Regions from separate parts of the Danio rerio genome. Here region 1 is linked to region 2. A link is a contact called in public Hi-C data. All regions are on one chromosome and are shown on one strand. Each heading gives the region's core, a stretch centred on a gene start, on an enhancer-like site or on the middle of the called end of the contact. The rest is flanking DNA. Distances are from core to core; before and after follow the strand shown.

The links. A called contact is a pair of places that touch in the nucleus more often than the background predicts.
Region 1: a Hi-C map of an unstated tissue shows a contact between it and region 2, with 7 times the contacts expected there. The contact joins the promoter of lrit3a here to the enhancer-like site in region 2. A contact is called at or near these places in 2 of 18 Hi-C or Micro-C datasets (caudal fin and an unstated tissue).

Annotation. Positions count from the first base shown.
Region 1 is chr14:40,961,631-40,965,785 of GRCz12tu, forward strand. It overlaps lrit3a (info leucine-rich repeat, immunoglobulin-like and transmembrane domains 3a), which reads right to left and starts at 2,042. Exons shown (of 4, transcript NM_001128694.1): 1 at 1,646-2,042. The coding sequence starts at 1,761.
Region 2 is chr14:40,923,895-40,927,900 of GRCz12tu, forward strand. It overlaps egf (epidermal growth factor), which reads right to left. Exons shown (of 24, transcript NM_001365528.1): 8 at 143-265; 9 at 1-52. Among named protein-coding and RNA genes, the nearest start is that of egf, 18 kb to the right of the region's middle. Within about 2 kb of position 1,252, at least 3 of the 62 cell types and tissues checked have an H3K27ac peak or open chromatin away from gene starts, as enhancers often do.

The sequences.
Region 1 (4,155 bases), core at 792-3,291, 39 kb after region 2:
GAATCCAAGAGCTACACTGTAAAACATGCAGGGTTCCATCCAATTCCTTCACTTTGCCCCAACACAAATCTATTAAGTTTGAATTGATTGAGCATAAAAAATTGAGTTGTCCCCCCAAAAAACTCAAGAATTGTGTTGTTTCAACTCATTTTCAATAAGTAGTTTGAACAAACAGCAAAAGTAATTTTTACAGTGTAGTTACACAAGCACAATTCCTTCATTTTGTCTCAACATAAAATGATTAAGTTATCTTATTTTATTAATATTATTACTATTTTCTTTAACAAACTTAAGTGGATTGAAAATAAAATTAATAAAGTATTCAAAAAAAACAACAACACTCCAATTGTATTGTTTTAGCTCTTTTTAAACAAGTAGTTTGAACAAGTACTTTTGGTTGTCTATGTGAGGAATGTCTGCCTCTGAAACAACACTGAGTAAAAGGAAGGGAGTTGTTTGTTTTTTACATGTATAATTTACGCTTGCACTACAATTCAATTACTAAATGATTAAAAATGGCTTCCTAGCGTGTATGTTCACACTCTAGGGCTAAGCTCTAAAGATAAACACAAGCTAATACCCCACGTGATAGTTTTAAATCTATTTTTTATTACAGTGGATGACTTCTACCCTAATTCATTTATTTTCAAGTACGTATTATTTAAAATGTTGTTGTTATTATAAAGAGAATATAAAACTATTAATGTAACACTTCATGTAAAGTAGTCCGCAGGAAAAAAGGAAAACTCCACAATAAGGTTTCCTTACTTAACTACATTAGTTTCTACAAAAATAATTCTAGAGCTACAGTAGTTTTGTTCGCAGTAATAATACTGTGCACTTTATTTAAAGGTCAAGAATCTGAGAATTAGTTAATGCACCGTAAACTAACATGGAATTCAGCATTTGTATTACCTAACATTACCAGATATTATCAAAATTAATCATGCATTAAATGCTAAATGCTCTAAATATCTTTCATTTGATCATTTAATTTCGTTTTAAAATGCCGTCACATTCTATTTAAATATAAGTGCACAGAAATGCAATAATTAAAGTTAACAAATAAAACACAACTGTAAAGAGTGAATGGAAATAAATAGATTTATCTGCACAAGGCTATTAGGCAAGAACATGTTTATATAAGCCTTATGCTCAAAATTATATAACTTAAGTGTCAAGAACCATGCAAAATTAAAACCTCTAGCTAACTATATGAAATGTAGTCTACCCATTCTTAACTTTGAACAACATCTAGTCTAGTTATTTTGTTTAATATTTATGGGGGAAATATTATTTTAATGTATTGTATCTATATACGGGCAATATCTGTAGCTACAAAGTTTTCAAATATTGTTTAGCTCTTGTATTTCTTCTTTATGTCCATCTAATAGCTTGTCTACTATTTTATTCCTGAATTTATGCATTCATTCATTGATTTTCTTTTCGGCTTAGTCCCTTTATTAATCAGGGGTCGCCACAGCGGAATGAACCACCACCATGATTTACACAATGAATGTAAATGAAATTAAGAGTTGAAGTTTTATTAAATTATTATTATTAACATTTGTAGTTTTATTGCCATTTTGTTCGTATTTATTAAAATTTTATTACATGCTGTTGTGTAGTAGTGCGTTTACTGTACCTGCTGCCAGTGCCGTCGCTGCGGCCGTGGTAGACACATGTGCACTGGGAAGGGCAGAAAGGTTGTGCCACACTCCAGCAGCCCAGCAGAACCTGCGCCACCAGCAGACGATACATCCTTCAGTCAGCCGAAGCACAGCCACGGATCCTCGCACTCACACACATCAGACCCCACTCGAACATCAGTGGACAAAAAACCCTTTATCAGTCCTGGACGAGAACGAAAAAACGCAAGAAAAGCCCGTACCGGCAGGCATCACCTTTAGCATGCTAACAGGTGAGAGGAGAGGGACGCAGGAAGCTGAGCAGCGCGGGGACCGGGAGGGGCAACCGAGATTAGAAAGAGGATTTCTCAAGGCTGAGTAGGTCACTAAAGTTGAACAGGGTGGGATGGGAAGTGTGTATGAGTTTATTTGTGTATGTGTGTGTGTGAGAGAGTTGGAGGAGGAGGAGGATAAGCTCTGCAGGCACACGCTAATCGGCTAATGACAAGAAGAAGTTTCTCTCGGCATCATCACGTGACCGCTGTTAGACACTTTTCCATCATGCGCGGAACTGATTTTTATGACAAGCCGTTTATGGAAATCTGAATCCGATTAATATAGAAATATGTGAATAAATGTTTTAATGTGCAATAAATGTAATTATTATTATTATTTTATTATTATTATTATTATTATTATTATTATTATTATTATTATTATTATTATTATTATTATTATTATAAGGGTTAAACAATGAAACTAAACGCCTGGTTTTAGACCACAATAAATAAGATGTAGCACCCAATACAGCATCAGTTCGTCTTTGGAATGAGTCCTGCACAGTTTCCAGAGGGATTTGAGACATTTTGTCTTGCAGAATATTGGCCTGTCCATGAAGAAAAACGTTTCTCTGACTCATTCATTTACACCCCAAAGTGGCTCAAACATATTTATATCTGGTGACTGTGCAGGCCTTGGGAGATGTTCAACATCACTTTCATGTTTTTCAAACCACTCCATCACCAGTCTTGCTTTGTGTATTGGTGCACTATTATCATCTTGCATGACACCACCTTCCAGATACAATGTTTGAACCATTGGGTGCACATAATCCTCCAGAATTGTTCGGTTTAGCCTTTGGTAGTGACATGCCCATCTAGCACAAGTTTTGGGCGTAGGAAATGCAATGATAAATGCAGCCCAAACCATCACTGATTCATGCCTTACTCTGGGCATGCAGCAGTCTTGGTGCTATGCTTTTTTGGGGGTTCTCCACACCGTAACTCCCCTGGATGTGGGAAAGACAGTGAAGAGTCATCAGAGAACAATACATGTTTCAGATTGTCCACAGCCCAAGATTTTCACTGCTGGCACCATTATCAACATTTACCCTTGGCACAAGTGACCAAAGGTTTAGCTATAACTGGGCTGGGCTGCTGTGGTTTTGTGTTTTTTGGATGCAATCTGTGTTAGCACCAGGACATCCCTTTCAGACAGCTTCCTCTTGCATGCACAGTTAATCTTGTTCAATGCGGTTCGTCCTTCTTGGTGGTATGCTGACATTACCCTGGATACTGTGGCTATTGCTACATCACAATGACTTACTGTCTTGGTCTCAGATGCACCAGTGAGATGCGCACAAACAATTTGTTCTTATTTGAACTCTGATATGTCACACACCCATAATGTTATGTGCATTGCAATATTTTAAGCAAAACTGCTATTACTCAGATAATTAAACCTTCATGCTCTGCTCTTAAGCTGTGGTCATATTTGCACTTTTCTCCCCATAGACTTCCATTCATACGCACGTGAATGCGTCAGACTGGAAATGCAAGCTCGTGCGACAAATTTTGCAGTTCGCTGTGTTGCAAAGTTCAAGCTTGGTGAACTCTGACCTGTGAAATCGCATCACTTGACTGTGTGAGACCAATCAAGGATTAAAACATGACCTCTCTGGACAGGAATTTAAAACATGGACCAATCGTGCACTTTTTAAATGCCTAATCATCTTGTTCCCGCTCCTTTTTGCAGCTTCATACTACAGAATTGCGCAAGCTCAAACTCTACAGTGACCGCAGCTTTACTGGTGGAATTTGCAATCAATGAAGATTGGCCACCAGGCTGGTCAAATTTAGCCAGGCATTAAATTGTCCAACCCCTACGAAGAACCCCAACCCCACGTTGCATGTGTGTATATATTAGTTTTTATAACAGTATTTTACATTTCATTTCTTATTTATGTATCTTTTTGTTTCCACAAAATTACACTTTTATTTATTTTGACATTTCAGACATACTATTTGGCTCTTTGCTTCTGACACCGTCATGATCCCAATAAATTAGTTGAAGAGGTGTCCACGAGGCCCATGAAAGGTGGGGCCCTAGGTGGCCAACTGTTTTGCCTTTGGATGGCTGGCACTGAATACAGTCAGTTGACACCCAATTGTATTTTATATAGTTGCAATCAGATTGGATTAAACCCCCTGCATTATTAGCCCCCCCACACCACCCCACCCGTTTATTT
Region 2 (4,006 bases), core at 2-2,501:
TATAAAGTCACACACATCTGACTGCAGCCGCCACGATCTGCAGACAAACAGCCTGAAACACACAGATGATGTTAAGGAAACTGTCATGTCACAGTACAGTATGTGGATTGCAGCATATTTTATAAAGAAGAAAAAAACACACCTGTACAAGATTGGCCATCAGGATTGAGTAGAGATCCTTCAGGACACACACACATATTTCCTTGTGCTGTGTGAACACATGCATGATCACAATCCACAGCTTTCCCCACACAAGGCTTGTTCTCTGTAGACACATGCAGATAAAAGTTAAGACAGGCCATTTGTTCTGACACAAACAAACTCACCAAAATGTATTATGTTGTAGTTTATTTCCTTTTTTTGATACCCCCTAAAGCATTTTTGCTGTATTTTATAATTTAAAAGTTTAAACAAAACAATATTTACTAAAAGTTATATTGAATCCAAAAATAGAAATTATGTTATTATTTACTATTATTAAATTATTTACATTATTTACTATTATTTTCATTCTTCTGTTAAACCCAAAATAAGTTAATTAGAAAAATGTTGAAAACCTGTAACCACTGACTTACATTTATTTAAATTAAATTAAACTAAACTAAACTAAACTAAACTAAATTAAATTAAATTAAATTAAATTAAATAATAAAATATAATAAATTAAATAGATTAAATAATAAATTGAAATAAAATTAATTAAAATACATTAAATAATAAATTAAAATAAAATAAATAATAATATAAAATAAAATAAATTTAGATAATAAAATAAAATAAATAAAAAATAAAATTAATTAAAATACATGAAAAAAATATTATTTACTTTAATTTAATTTAATTACAATAAAGTATATAGAATTTATACTCCATAACTATTATGTTGTGAAAATGTCAAAAATTAATACAACAATGAGGAAATTAAAGATGGTTAAGAGAGGATTTACTTAACATTTAATATTTAGTATTTCATGCTTTATTAAATTTCATCAGTTGTAGTATGAATCAATTTGGGCTTGACTGTATTTATTTTCTTGCAATATAAAATATTGTATGCTTGTGAATTAGTAGCACTGTATGAAAGTCTTTAACAGTATCTCAATGACAATTTAACAACATGTCTGTTTTTGCTGACGACGTTCAGGGTCAGTATCCTCCTTAAACCAAGCATTAACAGGATGGTATGGTCATTTCAGGAGATTGTGAAATGCTGGCTGAACAGCCTGATGCCGGATGACCAGATAACGCAAACAGGTCTAAAGACTCAAGCCAACGGCCTCAATCTTTCATTTCCAAACGCCCTGTCCTCACATGATCAATAGTCACCTCAGTTTTTCCATGAACACCTCTTTGTCGTGGCCATGTGCCTGTTAGACAGTCCTTATTCTGACACCCAATAATCCCAAATCCAATCATCCTATATTTACAAAACACTAGCACTGAAATCAATTAAGACTGTCTACAACAGGTTTACTCAGATTGATAACAACAATGATAGTGCTTTGATTCGCATCAAATTAGTTACACTACATAAAGAAGATATGAATATAGACCTAAATCCAGACACCTCCAAAAAAATACGTGTTTTTATGCTGAAATGTGAACCCTTCCATCACCAGTGCTGATGATTGAGTTTGAGGTAGCCATATGGTGGGACTCAACCTTCTTAACGGGACACTCTCTACAATCCCGTTATGATGTCAGGACCATAATCCCACCCGCAGAGGTGAAAGTGCACAAGGGGTCCTGGAGTGAAGCATTAGTTAGGATTACATCACATTTCGCTCTCGAAACCATCTTAAAAGAATTATTTTTGTTGTGTACATTTACATTGTACATTTAGATTTTTGTGCATTATTTGCATTATTATTAGAAATATAAGAAATAAATGTAATGAAACTTAGAGAATTAGACCTTCTTCAACATTCCCATGTTACCTATGAAAAGGCTGTACACTGATTTTATGGGAAGGACTAATGGAGTATGTTTTTGCCAGGAACATCAAATGTGTCTGACATTTACACATGATCTTAAAAACCTCTCTTCAATTATATAAGACACAAGAAACAAATTAGTTTAGCATAATGCAGAAACACCATTGTGTACTGTATGTGAAAGTAGGGTTGTCACATTACCAAAATTTCAGTGGTCTGTACAGTCAAAGTGTCATACAAAAGTGTTCAGTTATTGAACTATATCCTCATATAGCCAGATCTGTTCTGAGTCTTAAATAAAATATTTTAGAATAAAACTCCTATAAGTGTAATTTTAATAACCTCATCTGTTGAAATGATGCTGGTAAATTACAGAGCTTGTGCAAATATGTCCAAATCACTGTGATTAGATGCTTTCTTAACTGCCGTTTTTTCATTGCTGTCATTTAATTATGTTATTGAGAGGAAAGAATGCAGTACATACAGTTGAAGTCAGAATTATTAGCCCCCTTTGATTTTTTTTAATTGTTTAAATATTTCCCAAATTATGTTTAACAGGGCAAAGACATTTTTTACAGTATGTCTGATAATATTTTTTCTTCTGGAGAAGGTCTTGTTTTATTTCGGCTAGAACAAAAGCAGTTATTATTTTTTAACACTATTTTAAAGACAAAATTATTAGCCCCTTTAAGCTATTTTTTTTTGATAGTCTACAAAACAAACCATCGATATAAAATAACTTGCCTAATTACCCCAACCTGCCTAGTTAACCGAATTAACCTAGTTAAGCCTTTAAATGTCACTTTATCTGTATAGAAGTGTCATGAAAAATATCTAGTAAAATATTATTTACTGTCATCATGGCAAAGGTAAAATAAATCAGTTTTTAGAAATGAGTTTTTAAAACTATTATGTTTAGAAATGTGTTGTAGAAACCTTCTCTCTGTTAAACAGATATTGGGGAAAAATAAATAGGGGCTCTAATAATTCAGGGAGGCTAATAATACTGACTTCACCTGTATTTATATGTTCATCTGAAAGACACTGAGCAATGTTGGTGGCATTTGCTTTGCTTTTGAACAAAGATAACTGCTGTAGGTATAGCTGGGCTGTGAATCACATTCAGTGTCTTGTATGGTATATGTGCATATGTGCATGCATGAACAATAAGTGCTGGGTTAAGTTTATGTAATACACACTGGTGACACTAATTACAAAGCAACCCATGATTTCTGTAATGTAGAAAATAAAGATTGTAAAATCTAATTAGTTAATTAGGTAGTTCTTAAAAAGGTACACCCAAAGTAAAGATAAAAACGTTTTAGTTTCAACAACTATTTGCTAATTTTAAGCTACAGTGTTTCATTTTTTCAAGCTGTGATGTGCCTTTTACACAGATTTTCCAACTAGCTATGGCGTTATTTCAATGACAAATGTCTTGAGCGCAGTGTTACAAGTCAGGAATGCATTCATGTAATATGCAAATCTCTGTGCTTGCACACCAATTTCCTCTTTCTGTGGACAAAACTTCTTGCATGCTCAAGCGCAGATTTTCTTGTGCGCTCTCAAATAAACACTGCTGAAGTGCGATTTAGTACATTTATGTAATGAATATGTCTCCAACATTTGTTAGATTTGCTAGGAAAATTTATGAATGTCTCCGATAAACCTGCAGAACGACATTGATGCATTCATTCATTCATTTTCTTTTCGGCTTATTCCCTTTATTAATCCACCAACTTATCCAGCAGGTTTTTACACAGCGGATGCCCTTCCAGCCGCAACCCATCTCTGGGAAACATCCATCCACACACACTCATTCACTACGGACAATTTATCCTAATCCAATTCCTCTACCGCATCTCTTTGGACCGTGGGGGAAACCAAAGCATCCGGAGGAAATTCATGCGAACGCAGGGAGAACATGCAAACTCCACACAGAAACGCCAACTGACCCGAGGTTTGAACCAGCGACCTTCTTGCTGTGAGGCGACAGCACTATCTACTGCGCCACTGCCTCGCCCTGACATTGATGCATCCTGTAGAACAGCACTACCTACTCATTCATTCAT